Linked DNA regions of Gossypium arboreum: region 2 is linked to region 1. A link is a contact called in public Hi-C data. All regions are on one chromosome and are shown on one strand. The core of a region is the stretch at or near the end of the contact, and the rest is flanking DNA. Distances in the headings are between cores, read along the strand shown. Region 1 holds the start of LOC108480692. Region 2 holds the start of LOC108483317.

What was found. A called contact is a pair of places that touch in the nucleus more often than the background predicts.
Region 2: a contact with region 1 is called in a Hi-C map of leaf, with 5 times the contacts expected there. The contact joins the promoter of LOC108483317 here to the promoter of LOC108480692 in region 1. A contact is called at or near these places in 2 of 5 Hi-C or Micro-C datasets (both in leaf).

Annotation. Positions count from the first base shown.
Region 1 is chr1:70,749,376-70,757,316 of ASM2569848v2, forward strand. It overlaps LOC108480692, which reads right to left and starts at 5,260. Exons shown (of 2, transcript XM_017783767.2): 1 at 4,247-5,260; 2 at 2,943-3,463. The coding sequence starts at 4,862. The coding sequence ends at 3,261. It overlaps LOC108483304, which reads left to right. Exons shown (of 9, transcript XM_017786623.2): 8 at 1; 9 at 89-2,573. The coding sequence ends at 2,220.
Region 2 is chr1:70,934,424-70,942,364 of ASM2569848v2, forward strand. LOC108483317 reads right to left here and starts at 5,285. Exons shown (of 13, transcript XM_053028991.1): 1 at 5,056-5,285; 2 at 4,457-4,558; 3 at 3,926-4,121; 4 at 3,584-3,843; 5 at 2,432-2,585; 6 at 2,035-2,144; 7 at 1,861-1,948; 8 at 1,428-1,763; 9 at 1,276-1,350; 10 at 622-1,184; 11 at 241-349; 12 at 1-136. The coding sequence starts at 4,093.

The sequences.
Region 1 (7,941 bases), core at 4,010-6,509:
AGTAAGGTTGAAGAAAATGTTTCCATTAATTGCAGAGACTCGGTGTGCGAGACGAATGATATAATTGTGTCTACACTTGGTTATCCAGATGATCAAGGAGAACAGTGTTTAGATGGGCATTTGGCATCAAGTTTGCAAAATCACTCTTTTGATAGTCCTGATGGAGAAGGTACAAAGGTAAAAGATGGGAATGGCTCTTTTCCAACAGAACAATCAAAATTTTCTCGACAGAGATTGAAATTTCGCAAGGATGGTCAATTTGATACATCTCTGACATGGTCCAATCGGCGTCGATTTCCTGTTGTGTCAGAAAGTGCTCCTATTAATAGATCTGAAGCTAGATATAAAAGTGAAAACTTTGAGGCTCCTTCAAGGAGCATCAATGGACCAAATAAGCAATTAAGGATAAACAGTGCAAAGTCCAATGGTCGGAATTGTGATGTTAAATATCCTGAAAAGTTTCAGTGTCCAAACAGCCGGAGTGACAGATATGACATCTACTCTTGCAGCTGCGGCCAACACAAAGAGTACAGAGCCAAAATTGAGCCATATGTTTCTGTGACTGGAGTAGGCCAAGAACCCAAGGCTGTAAGCAAGTCAAAATCTGCATTAGATATGTCCAAGCAAGTCTATCGTGGTAACAAGTATAATCAACAAGAGTACATGCATGAAGACTGTGGAAGGCTAAAAAATAAAATTATTGCAGGAAACAATCCTTCCGGTAATAAAGTTTGGGAGCCCACAGAAGTCCAGAGAAATTACCCCCGGACCAACTCTGATACGGATATTACTCTGAGGTCATCTACTTACAACAAAGGAGCTGGACTTGATAATGACTTTGTTAAGTCATCAGGTGAGACATGCACAAGTGAAGCTAGTGTAAATTTGGGTGAAATCAGTCATGATCATAGCAAGGTTAACACATCAAGCACAAGCCTTGCAACAAATGAGAACTGTGATGTTGAAGCACAGGATAAATGGTCTTCATTGAATGCTGCATCTGAGGATGTTGAAGTTCGTCCTAATAGAAACTCTACCTTGAGAGAAATTTCTCATTCTATGATAAGCAGCAGTTCTAGTTCTGATAACTGCTATTCATGCTTTAGTGAAGGAGATAGCAATACCTGCTCTTCAAATAATGGAAACATAGAATCTTCATCATCAGATTCTGAAGAGGCCAGTCAACGATCAGATGGGAGAGATACTTCAAGCTGCGTTCAAAATGGTTTCTCCGAGTGTCAGGTGAAGGGAATTGATAAAAAAGAGGATGTCAATGGAGGCATTGCTTTGGAAAGCGAGGCATTGTTTGGACATTCACCTGATGGGAGAGATTCTTCAGTCTGCATTCAAGATGGCTTCTCTGAGTGTCAGGTTAAAGGAATCGAAAAAAAACAGGATGTCAATGGGGGGGTTGCTTTGGAATACCAGGCATTGTTTGGGCATTCACCAGACAGTAGAGGGAACAAAGTTTCTGGAAATCCACTGACAACTGTTGCAATTTCTGATAATGAAAAATCGACTGCTGTTATGAGTTCTCAACATCAAGGCACGTTTACATCAGTCCATAACCAACCTATACAGTTCCCAGTATATCAAGCTCCTTCAACCATGGGTTACTACCATCAGAACCCCGTTTCTTGGTCAGCAACACCAGCCAATGGATTAATGCCTTTCCCTTCAAACCCCTATTTTTATACTGGCCCTCTTGGCTATGATGTAAATGGGAACTCACGTTTATGCATGCCATATGGCACTGTGCAGCATTTTGCTACCCCTCTGTTTAATCCTGGTCCCGTTCCGGTTTATCAGCCAGTTTCAAAGGCCAATGGCTTGTATGCAGAGGATCAACTACAGATTCCCAAGCTGGTTACAAGGAAAGAAGATGATTTTACTGAAGTTAATTCTGAGATGTTTGCCCCTGGCAGGCTGCATACGACTGAACAAGCAGCAAATGGAGAAGGTGGGCAAAATGATGTCTCTACCAAACCACACACAGATGACACTAGCTTTTCCTTGTTCCATTTCGGTGGGCCGGTGGCTCTTTCAACTGCATGCAAATCCAATCCTGCCCCCCTGAAAGAGGAGATCGCCGGGGAATTTTCTTCTCAATTTTCAGCTTATCATGTCGAAAACGACCATGCTTGCAATAAAAAAGAGACCACTATCGAAGAGTACAGTTTGTTTGCGGCAAGTAACGGAATAAGGTTTTCATTCTTCTAATATAAGTAGTTAGGTAGAGGTGACTGTTTGGCATTTCAGTCCCTACCCTATTTCCCAGAAAGTGGAAGTTTGAGAGTACCTTGTAATTCAGTATACAATGGTCTTTGCTGTGAAAGAAAATCCCAATTTTAGTTTATAGTTTCTTATTAGATGGTTGCTCAATTTTCTCATTTCCTTTTTTTTTCCTTAAATTTTTGATGTAGAGAATGAAAATGTTGGAAGAGTGCCTATTAAGGTTTGAGGGCTTTCTATATTTTTGTTGAGGTTTGAGATTTTGTTTTTATTTTTCGGAAATTATTTGGATTTATTTTCTTTTTAATTATAGATTGTTTCAGATTTTAATCTATATCAAATATGGTTTGTCGTATATCATTATTAATAGCACCCTGATTCAAGTAGATTTTAAATTTTTTTAAATTTTAATTAGTATTGAATTTAAAATGAACTCTGTACACAAATAACCAAATTAAATTCATTTTTAATCAATGACGTTAATTGAATATAATTAAACCAGTTTAAATTTTTAAAAATAGAACTCAATAAGATCGAACTTATTAGAATCTTAGTGCTTGAACCTAATCAATTTTATTTTTAGTTTTTAGTATTGATTTCATAATTGAATTCGAGGATAAATAATCAAATTTGAAGTTGATTACGAAAATCAAATCTGCTTTTCGAATTTAATCAAAATAACTAGCTGGACTTTCCAGGAGAAGAAACAGTTTCCAACAAGTAGATGTTTCTATTAACAAACTAATAATTTACCATCCTTGAAAAACCCTGTAAAGTTCAATTATAGCTTGGACTTTGGACATTGATTAGGGTAGATTTTCTCCCAAGACTTTCCTGGGTTAGTATGGGATCTTGTTCACCTATGTAGACCTAATAATAATAATAGTAATAATAATAAACACAAGTTTGAAAAAAATTCAAACCCCAACCTGCCTAAATTTAATTTGATGAAAAAGTAAAAACCCGAACTTAATTTGATTCAACAATGAAGCACCTAGTTTTAAGTAGAAATCCAAAAAAGTTTTTAACTAATTTGCCTCGCTAAACTTCAAAACAGCTAGATAAAATCCAGGCTCATCAACAAATTCGGTCATCTCAAAGGAATGGTCAGCTGCAACTTTCTGTAACGTGGTTTTGTCGGGCAAGTTTCCGTTTACAATGTCGGGAAACTCTTTCCGTTGCTGCTCTAGCACTTCCCTCCCTTGGGGATGGCTAATAACCACTCTTGCACCTATACAACAGTAACACTCACAATCTCATATTGCAGTCATGGCTTAAACAGCTCCTAAAAATACTAAATACAGTTAAGAGCCAGGGTGTTCAGATATGTAAGTAAAAATTGGGTCATGATCAAGGCAAGCAAAAAACCGACCCTTCCCATTGTTATCCCTAAAAAATATCCTCATACGCACATGAAAAAACTGTGTAGGATACAAATTCTTTTAAGAAAAATGAAAAACAGAAGCAGCATTGCCTCCTTATTCTAGTACTTGCAAAATATACCAAGCCTTTGTTTCGTAAAAATACCATTGAGCCGAGTCAAATTACATTTTACTTCTCTACTAAAAAATTAAGTAAATTAATCCTTATATGTTAAATAAAAAATTAAATTAATCCTTTATATTAAAAATTTCAACCAAATTGATTGATTATATTAAAAATTTTAACCAAATTGACGTGATTGATGAAATACAGTGTCATGTGACATGTCAGATCTAATTGTATCTTTATTTCTACGGTCCTTTCAACACCTTTGTTTCTTGTTTGTTTGCATATGGTTGAAGTTTCCACTATGATATTCTAATGGTGAAAATGCCTTCTTTTCCCCTCCTGTTTTATTTGACACTTTCAATCACTGAACTCTGATAACTAAAACTAAGAGTCTGAACTCCAAACCCGACATTCTATCATTAGAACACATAGCTATTGGGTTCCAACCATGAAATTATATGCAGAAATAGTTATAGCAAGCAAACAGTATCTGAACAAAAGTAAAAACTTAGAAATGGATTACCTGATGAACAACGTTTCGCCAGCGCCGCAAATATTTGGTCAAGTTCGAATAGCAAGGCAGGCAGAAAATAGAGAAATATGACATCAAACGGTGTCCATTTTTCCGGCACATAAATCAATTCCCCTTGCCAACACTTAACCTCATCGTATTTCTCCTTAATCCCAGCTAAGAAAAAAATAGAATCATGGACTACAAGCAACAATTGGGTAGTTGATGATTCAACTAAATGATCCACAAATCCTTCCGAACCGACCGAAACTAGAACCCTTGACGACTCCGATATTTCTCCGGCAGATGTAATGCGGTCGATATTTCGTTTAGCTTGCTCGGAATTTAACTCTTCCGAATCAAGAAATGACCAATCTTTTTCATTAAAATCTTCGATATTGATAACCGACACCGTCCCCTCGCTTGAAGCATTAAAAGCCCCTGCTAATGACCGATGACAGCATAGTGACTTACGAGGAAAACTGGATTGAAATGAAAGGCGAAAAGGGTATTGATTACATAGGGAAATGCGAGGGCTAATATGTTGAGGCTGAGATTGGAGTTTAGGAAGGAAGCTACGGGAAAGTGAGGGAAGGAGTAGAGGGGAAGCTACTAGGAGTGACCCCATCGAAGCTAAGTATTGTATTCAATTATGGTTATAATCAAAAGCAAGCAGTTTCACTACACTAAACAATTTCTAATGAAGAAAAAGCTTGACCCCCTTAAGATTTAGGCTTCGTTACCCGGACTCGGCAATTTGGGGTGCCGTAACCGTGTCGACACGGGATACGGGTCACATCCGCAAAAAACCAGCGAACACGGCGGTGGGTGAGAACTGAGATGATAAGAGAAGAAAAAGAAAAGAAAAACTGATTCGTAGAGACGAGAGACAGGAGATAGACGATGGTCGGAGTAAGATGATGATAGAAGAAAGAGAAAAGACTTAGGGATATATTTAGCCGGGCCGATACAAGCTCGTTCGAAAAGTGAAAAAATATATGTCAAAAAATAGGATTGAGCAAAATAATAAGGTTACTTTAGACACGGGGTTCAGTATTGGATAATATTTTTTTGGTTTGAATTTAGTTTGGCTCGACCCGAATTTGTAAATTTTGTTTGGTATTTTACTTTTAAAAAATTAATATTTTATTATTTTATTGTCATTTTACTAATGTTTTGTTGTTATTTTGTTATTATTATTTGGATATTATATAACTCTTATTTTATTATTAATTTTGCTATTATTTTATAGCTATTTGCTTGTTAAATTGTACCTATATTAATGTTATTTAAGTATAACTTTTTAAATTTATTTTTAATTTGTTGAGAAACATTTATTTTAATTTTAGTGTTTTTGATTAATTATTTTTTACAGTTTTATATAAAAATAAAATAAAAATTTTAATATGAACGAACCAGGCTTGAGCAAAAATTTAGGCCCATTTTTCGGGTCAAGTCAGCCCAGGCTTATTAATTGGACCTAAAATTTTGTTAGGGCTCTACCTTATACTATACCCTTTTTCTATATTTAAACTTTTTTTTTATTAATTTGAATATGTAAACTATATTTTTTTTTCGTTTTCATACTTCAATCAGTCAACCATTGCCAATAAAATGGAGCCCAATTATATAATTACACGTGGAAAAAATATTTTTTATTTTTTCTTCTTCTTCCCTTTTATTATTTTTTTTTCTCCCCTTCAATTTTTTCATGCTCTCTCTCTCTCTCTTTTTCCCTTCCCTTCCCTTCTTTTGTTTTTCCTTTTTTTCTTCTCTCCTTTCTTTATTCTTCTCCCAAACTCCAACGCCGTCACTGCTACCGTTATCACCAACCCTTTCCATTTCAATCTTTACCTCTGGTTCTCATACTTGAAATGTAACACCCCTTACCCGTATCCAAGGCCAGAACAGAGTACGAGGCATTACCAGACTTAACAATACACATAGACGAAAACCAGACCATAAAATTTCATTTAATTCAAAACTTTTCGAACACATGCATAACAAACAAAGCTAACTATATCATCACATCAAAACATAGGACATGACACGATTAATTAAACTTATAGACCATAATAGATATGTACCACATCTCATGATTTTATACAATAACTCAATGTAGGCAGATACGTATGGTCAAAATCATAATAAAAATACATATCACAAACCAACTTCCTATACATGCCACTCACTTGATATTTCTAATATTTGAATTAATTTTCCCAAAAATGATAGTTTGATAGTGTGATTTTGCCTCCAACGATCTCCAACCCCGAGCCGACCTGCCAATACTAAAGAAATGGAGAGGATGGGTAAGCTTTACGCTTAGTAAGTTCATATGAAAATAATAAGCAATTACTACCATGCTTTTCAAGATAAAACACTATAATTGTACAATTACACATATTCAGATGTGTTTTCGGAGTCCCGTGTTAAAAAATCATATCTCAAGTTACAAAACTCTAAATCCAATTCAGTAAATTTTATATGAAACTAGACTCATATGTCTACTTACTAATTTTTTCTAGAATTTTGGTTGGGCCATTTAGTACAGTTTATTAGTTAAAGTCTCCCTGTTTGAGGTATGACTACTCGACCCTCGTGTACTACTGAACCGAATTTCTCCTGATAGAATTCCAACGACATGCCGTTTGTTTCCTTAAAATTAGATTCAATAAGGAATCCATGCATTTAAGTTATGACTCTCAATAATTTTTGTACAACTTATGGTGAATTTCTAAAGTCGAGCAGGGATCTCAATTCATTCAGACCTGTTTCACAAGAATTCAAATATCACACAATATAGAATTTTTTTGCTTCCCCTGTTTCTTTCATGTGAAAATAGACTCATTAAGCTTTATTTCCATAATTTTTTTAAATTTAATTCAACTTACATAATTTTTGGTGAATTTTCAAAGTCATGCACTGCTGCTGTCTAATACTATTTTACTACTAAAGTTCACTTTTACACAATTTCACTTAATCCATTCCATTTTACCGAGGTTCGCTCAAATATTGAGCATATTGCTCATAAATTCAAATAAACATATACTTGCACTTGTTCATCACATAATCACTTTCACATGTATTTTCATTTAATCGATTTCCCGTTGAACTCATCGGAATAATAACAGATACACAATTGCCTGCACATTTTCCCATTTCCACACTTGTAGCCGAAGCTATTTGGTACGCATAGTAGCCTGCACTTAGTACTACACATGCGACCAACAATCTGGTACACGTAGTAGCCTGCACTTAGTACTACACACGTGACCTCACCATCTAATACACGTAGTAGCCTGCACTTAGTACTACACACGTGATCACAGTTTGCACGCATAGTAGCTCGCACTTAGTACTACACATGAGACCTCACAATAGATCATTCGTATCGTTTTTATTCTGAATGTTCAATCGGGAAATTCCTCACTTTTCAACATTTTACTAAATTATCCGTAATCAATTTAAATTCATAATTTACATCAAATAACCATTTGATAGGCAACCACATTTCATATGATATCAAAATATAATAACATAAAAAGAATCAATAGATTATTTATGTACGAATTTACTCGAAGTGTCGATCTCACTATCCATAGTACCAATTGTCCATTCATAGTATAATAAGACACAACTCAAATATCAAATCAGATTTTAAGAATTTACATAACATATATCACATATTTCATATATCACTTGTC
Region 2 (7,941 bases), core at 4,035-6,534, 190 kb after region 1:
CTTGCACTAATAACAACACATAATCATGATTCAAAGAAAGCTGTCTTAGCATATCCAAACCCAGCTTCCTAATTTGCAAACTTTGACGACCTGATTCTAGCAGCTGTAGAGCAACTTCTTTTGAGGGCTCAATAACCTGTAACACGAGAATTTAAACTCTTAAAAAATGCCAATCCAGTCAATAACTTTTCATTCTAATTCAAGGCACACTTATTGTGGAGGTAAAGAGATTTGTTAAACCTTGTTTATGATGAACAAACTAAGTTCTGCATATTGCTCACTGCGGGCCAATAGTTGAATAGTTAACACATATAGGCTTGGATGCACTTTGACCCTTTCTAAGTTGGCACTGCAGAAAGGAAATGAATAAGATTTCATGGAGCAAAGTACAAACTACTTCCTCAGTAACCAAGAAATGATTTATTGGATAACCTACGTTTCTATTTACCATATAAATGGCTAAGCAAACATGATTAAACAACAGTTTATCCACAACAGGAAGCTTTGTTTATATATCCAGATATGATTAAAGTAGTTCTTTAGAAGTTTCAATCACATTCTAAGAATCCTTTAGAATTGCCATGCACAAGAGTTGTAAACCACTTCAAATCATTACCATACCATCGAAAAAACTCAAGAATGATGGCAACCAGATAAGAAGGCTCCACAGTCATCTCTTCCTCAATAGGAGCAAAGACAGATCTGTACATCTCATCGGGTGAAATTGCAGGTGAAGTGAGCTGAGACTTCTGCTGCTCAGAAACACTAGCATTTAATGGATTATCAGTGGTAGAACTTTCAGCACTTGCATCCACTTTGCCACCAACAAACTGAGTATCATTTGAGCTGATTTTCGATGGTTCAAAGCTGCAATTATCCTCCGTCTCTGAAGACGAATAAGTTGAAGGTCTACTAAAAGATACACTGTTGACTCTGGTAGCAGGTTCATGTTGGACAGATTTTCCATCGGTTCTGCTGGTGAATACACCTGTGGCTTGCCCTGGGCCACTCACATTTGGCACACTTGAGGGGATCCTCTCAGTCTTTATTCCCTTGAAATAACTGCCAGTTTTAAGAGAGAGCGAATACGAGGTGACTAATACATCCATTGCCTTGGCAACCACGGTGATAGGTCTGTGTTCTAGAATCATTGTTTGCGTAATTGCCAAACATAGTTGTTTCGCCTGAAATAGCAGGAACAATATATGCTAAAACTGGTTAATGATTATATCACCCTTTATTGTGGAAAGAGAAAGAAGATAGCTGAGAATTGACCTTGTTGGCTTCCAACTTTCGTCTTTGCAAGAATTCCAATACCAATGGAACTTCAGAGGAACTAGCAGAAATTGCCTGCAAAGAGAGAAAGGGAGCAGTAATTACGAGAATTAACTATAAAAAGATAACAAAGTATGACCAACAGGACTTACCTCCAAGTCTAAGTGGATCTTCCATAAAAGCTTATTAGCTACATCACATATAAGGTCAGGAACCAAAAAGGTCCAGTCAGCTCCATAAATAATTGCTTCATTATCATTTGAATCAGAGGCCTCTGAACTTTCACTTTCCTTGGTGCTAGGTCGAGAATTAGAAATATCGGACCTTTGAAAACCCCTCAATAGTACAGGAAGTGGGGCAGATATGGGAGCTCGAGAATCTGCAAATATGTCATAGAGTATAACAACTTTTGCATCTACTTGGTGCACAAGTAGTACATTATCAACCACACTCACAGCAACCTTGCTCGAGTAAATTGGTAATGAACCCTGCAAATGGAATGAATATGGTTACAATTCCAACTCAAAACCAATTGAATAGAGCCTGTACCTGAAACTAACTAGAGGCAGTTTTGAGTAACCCTACCTGTTGGATAATAGCATCACGGTAAAACCGATATGAATGCAGTACCATTGCAACTCTATCAACTTGCAAGCAGTAAATTCTCCCATAACTGTCATAGTGTAAAAGCAAATATTAATATATAAATCATTTATCAATCAATTTAGTATACAAGCAAAAACAGTGAAAGAAACATACACAGTGACAATATAGACATCTTCAGAAGCAAGGACAGGCTTACTGTTAGCTTCAGGTTTAGCCATTACCATCTCAAACTTTGGTAATCGAATAATCCCAGCAGATGAAAGCTGAAGATAAGAGATAGAAACATGTCAAATCAATGGAACTGGGAACAAAAAGGATCATAATCTATCTGTACTGTTCATTAAAGGTATCAGAAGGGAGTTGTGCACTTTGATGCTACGTATTCATGTGCACTTAAGTAGTTGAATAACTTCAGTTTTCCATTTTCTCACATTTATCACCAAGACCAATTTCAAAGTTTATTTCGTGCATAGGGCACATAGCCTAGCCAATGTAGAGACTAAATCTAGGAGGATTCTAGAAATAGAGCTGGTGAAGCTCATAACCATACCTGAAATCCATGGAACGTCTTGCACTGCATTCCTGAAGCAAGGAGAATCAATCTGCTCTCATGTGTGTAGACATACCAACTAACAGCCAATTTCTTTGTCTCAACCAAGATAAGTGACTTCGGGGTAGAATCATAAGCAAACAAGTCCAACCCACTGCAATTAAATTTCATTTCAGTAAATAGAGTACATTAAATCTTTGGTGCAAGTAGAAACATGAAAAGGAAAAATAGAAATAAGTATAACAACATAACGCATAAAGCTAAAAGAAGGATGATTATTTTCAATAACATGGACAATGACGATTGCAGATCTTGAAGGTTGACTTGATTATGTAAGATGCAAAATCCATTTAAGTTCCTAAATGAAATTTACAAGTATAAAATGCAAGAGAATTGATTTTGGAATAGGAAATCAGTGGTTAATCAGGATCCATGCTAGAGAAGCATCTCCTCAAAAATAGCTTTCATACTTTGTTCTCCTTCACACAGGCAGATAAAATTTCTAACAACAAATACTTCCCAAAATTGATAATCATTTTCCTTTCTGTTTTCATATTCATTACTTCTGTCTTTGGCCATGCAGAAAAGACAGCAGAGTTTCATAGAAAAATCGCAAAAGAAAATGCACAGAGCCATGACTAATACAGAAGTTCTAAAACTTCTTTACCTAGTTGCATTGCCTGAAAGAGTGTCATTGCTATAAATAATTAGGGTAGGATAGAAGGATGTCGAATAGGTGAATTTAACATCCTTTTTATGCATGCTAAGTGTAACTCCAAATTTCACACTGAAGCATAGTTTGAGTAATAAGGGTTGGGTTGGATTTGGACAGAGATTCTAAACTATAAGTTGTCATGCTCCTCTTTTAGAGAAGTAAAAAAAAGAAAGTAATTACCAAATAGTTGGCAAGTAACAAAAACTTCTAGTAACCAGTATAACCATGGAAACTTTGTACATTAGATATCCAAGTTAAAGTGAAGTGAGAATTCAGCTTCAAAGTAACATTGCTATCATACAAAATTTTATTCCTTTCCAGGAAAATCATATCTCAGTAGAAGCTAAATTCATATGTAAAACATCAGTTTGAGATATACACAATGACAAAATCATTATCCACCGTACAAGTAAGACAGACAAGAAACTTCTCCCTACCTGGTCTTCACAATTACAATATCACATGATGGACAATCTGTCCAGAAGAACCCCAGTATACTCTCTGACTCGGATTTGCACCTGTGAGTGAAAGTTTCCTCTGTTTCTCTATGCCAAAATTGTATAGAAATATTGGACCGTTGGACTGCTATAATCTTTTCATCTAGAGAAAACCGGACAGAACAGATAGGCCCTTCAGTTATCGAATCAGTGATAGGGGCAGCAAGAGGAGAAAATGGAGCAGTTTTCCACGAAAAGATCTGTGCAGAAAAGAATGTAAAATATGGAACTGCAATATTTAAAAAGCTTCTACAATGCTATTTAAGTTCAGAACTATTAAACCTGGTCAGATGTAGGAGAGATGAGTAATTTATTTCCATCATCATAATAGAAACCTCTTGATCCAGGAATGTTGCAACGGAGAGGGGGATATTGTATGAAAACATGTGATAGAGCACCAGATCCCAGACCACCAACACTAGCTTGCGAACTTGAAGCTTTCCAGGCCATCTTTCTAAGGTTATCTTGTATTTTTAGCCTGAAAATTCAAATTGCTGGTGAATAATAACACCAATAAAGCACAAAAGATAGTATCAGTACAAAAGAAAGAATGTATCATAACTTAAAAACTAGCATCAAAGAATAAACAGAAAAGTTCATTGGGTTTACCTTATCATACAAACTGCAAACCCAAAGCTCCAAATATTACACCTTTCCCCGGAGCTATAAATCAAAAGAAAGTTGAAAACATTAATCTTAGCACAGTTTTTCAAGAACGAAAAGGATAAGATCTTTGCAACCCAATTATCAAATACGGTGTATTTCTTTTTTAATATAAAAATATGTTCCTAAACAATCCTAAAATATGGATACCGTATTCTGCATGCAAGTCTTTAGTGCAAGAAATTCTTTCAAACACATATCACGTTCAACTTCAGGAACTTTTGCTGCAACACAGGCGCCGTATTCATTCACCTGAAAAGACACAATTGTAATCGAAACAATGAGCTGACCACAAGCAGAATTTAACAGCAGGTTCAAGGTAATATCTTTCTGCAATCATATTTTTGTTCATTTTCAACCTAAAATTACTCATTCATGAACTTAAAGCGTACTGCAAACAAAAAAAGAAAATCCCGCAACTAGATGTAATGATACTAAATCAGTAGAACAAATTGAGACTTCATGGACAAACCTGTGCCGTACAATTCACTAAAATGCGCCTAAGTGGAGAGATTGTTTTCTTTTCTTTCATATCCACAGCTCTGATAAAGAACAAAAAAGTACATATATCATAATTTTCAAAACTTCAAAGATTGATAGAGCGGGAATCGTTCATGAATTGATGAAATTAGGGTTTTCAATTAAATTGATAAGAAAGACTGAAAATAAAAATCAAATCCAAGAACTGATTAACTTTAAAAAACAAACTAATTAGCAGAATCTAAGACCCAAAAAAAAGAAAGAATTACCTGGGAAATTCAACATTTTTATCACGCGGGATTCCGGGAACAAAACTCTATGGTATCAAATACAAAAGAATTGGGTTTTGAGCGTTGTTGAATCGAGTTTACTTGTCAAACTACACCTAACGGTCTTTATCTGAAAATTAGGGGACCTAAAACGCCGTCGTACGGAAGCCAGCGCCCAAGTTTTGTTTTTAATTTCTTTTTGGGATTAGTTGAGATGTAATTTACCTGTCAACTTTATCCAATCCTACAACATTGTATTTTTTAAAGCGTAAACTATGTAATTAACCCAATATCAAAATTTTTTTATTTTAGGCACTTAAAATAAAAGGTTTATAATTTAAGTATTTATATTAAATAATTTGATTATTTTAGTCACTTTTCTAAAAATCACAAGCAGCAACTTAATATAACAATTAAAAAATTGATATAATAATAAATTTAACTCTCAACTTTTACATATTATATCAATTTAATCATAATTTTAAAAATTAACCTTGAAATTTACAATTATCTCAATTTGATCCTAATTCTAAAAATTTTAAAGAAATATATAAAATACATAAATATTTTTAAAAATATAATAATAAATTTAAAAATATATAAAAATAAAAATATATTATTGACAAGAAATCATAATATATAAATTATAAAATTTAAAAATATATAAAATAAATATTTTAAAAAATATAATAATAAATTAAAATATTATATTAATATTAAATAAACTGAAAATCCCTACCCTACACTCGTCCTCTCCCTTTTCCCTAGACCCATCTCTCTCCCTCTTTCTCGCACCATATATATGAATTAATATCAGAAACAGATTCTGATACAAATGATGAAAAATACATATTTATGTTCATTCTTAGAAATTTCTTCTAACTGATTATTAGAACTACTTCCTATATTGTAACGCCCCGAACCCGAGACCGTCGCCGGAGTCGAACACGAGGTGTCAACAGACCTCAAACCACTTATTGAAAAGTTCCAGACAAGCTGCCAATCTGTGTGCTAGTCGCTTCAAAAATCATAACTTGAGTTTTACAACTCGAAAATCAGCTTTGTAATTTTTTTCTGAAACTAGACTCATATTTCCATCTACATATTTTTTTTCTAGAATTTTTGGTCAAGCCAATTAGTACATTTTATTAGTTAAACTCTCCCATGTTACAGGGGCCGACTACACTGACCTTCATGCGTTACAACTCGAATAACTCCCTGTGCAGGACTTCAATACGGGTTCCGTTTGTTTCTATAGAAACTAGACTCAAGGAGGAATTTATACATATATGGTATGACTCCTAATTATTTCTGGTTAATTTATAATGAATTTTCAAAGTCGGAACAGGGAATCCAGAAACCGTTCTGGCCCTGTTTCACTAAAACCCAAATATCTCTTAACATACAACTCATATAACCGTTTCGTTTCTTCCATATGAAAATAGATTCATCAAGGTTCATTTACATAATTTATTCACTATTTAATTCCATTCCTACTATTTTTAGTGATTTTTCACATCCACATCACTGTTGCTGCCAGCATCATTTTCTAGGGTAGACTTTCTCTAACACATAGTTTCTATGATTCCACCACCCTTTTTTTTATATATGGTCCAAAATATAAGCATGATTCCACCACCCTTTTTTTTTATGGCTGGTCATTGCCAAACACTTCCATGCCTCTTAATGAGCATATACATACCGAATGATTATAACATTATGCTCAAAACATTTATAAGCCATTTTCGCGTGGCTATTCAAAATTTTACATACCAAGTTCAAACAAAACATAATAGCCTATACATGCCGAAATGTTTTCTTAAACCATCTAAGAAGAAGATACCAAAAAGTCGCTAGACGGTGTGATGACTTCGATGACAGTCCGAAAGCACGCAAAATGGATCAAGAACCTAAATAAACAACAAATAAGCACACCAAATGAGTACATAACTCAAGAAGTCGTAAGCACTACTCTACCATCAACAATAACAATCATAAGTGAATAATCAAATAATACAAAATAGATGTTTCCAGCCATAACAAACTATACTGCAATTTCTAAAATTTTTGGTTCGGTCTCATGCCAAATCCTTCAACCAAATCAAACGCCAAGTCATTAATCGATTTGGATCCGTTTCCTCAAGTTGGAACAACGATGCACTAGATAATTTTATGCGCACACCGTACAATCCCAATTCGATATTTAGTTAGTAACTCAATCACTTACCTCGTTCATGCACAATTTATTTCCACAACCGAATGTGGCACACATAGTGCTTATTATGTTCGCACACATAGAGCTATAGCAAATCGCACACATAGTGCTATAGTAAATCGCACACATAGTGCCATAGTAAATCGCACACATAGTGCCATAGTAAATCGCACACATAGTGCCATAGTAAATCGCACACATAGTGCCATAGTAAATAGCACACATAGTGCCATAGTAAATCGCACACATAGTGCCATAGTGAATCGCACACATAGTGCATTTGAGATAGCCTCATGCCTCAACCTTCCAATCGGCACACATAGTGCCACATAGTCTTTGCACACATTGTGCCTTATGTCAATTCATCATGGTAAAGCAATTTACTAAATTCAAATTGTACATATAATCATATTAATAAATAGGAGAATCACTCGAAAAATATCTATCAAGGAGTTCTCACAACAAGTGCTTAAAGACTTACCTTGCGTTGAGTATAACGGTTCCGACCCGGCTACTCGATGTCCTTGGCTTTGCCCTTGCTTGTTTCTCCTTCTTTAACTTCTCGGGCTTAATAGATAAATAAACTAGTTTAATCATCTTGCTATACATTTATAGTTCAATTACACATGCATATGTATATTTGTAGATTCGGCAACCCCTCTTACTAATTA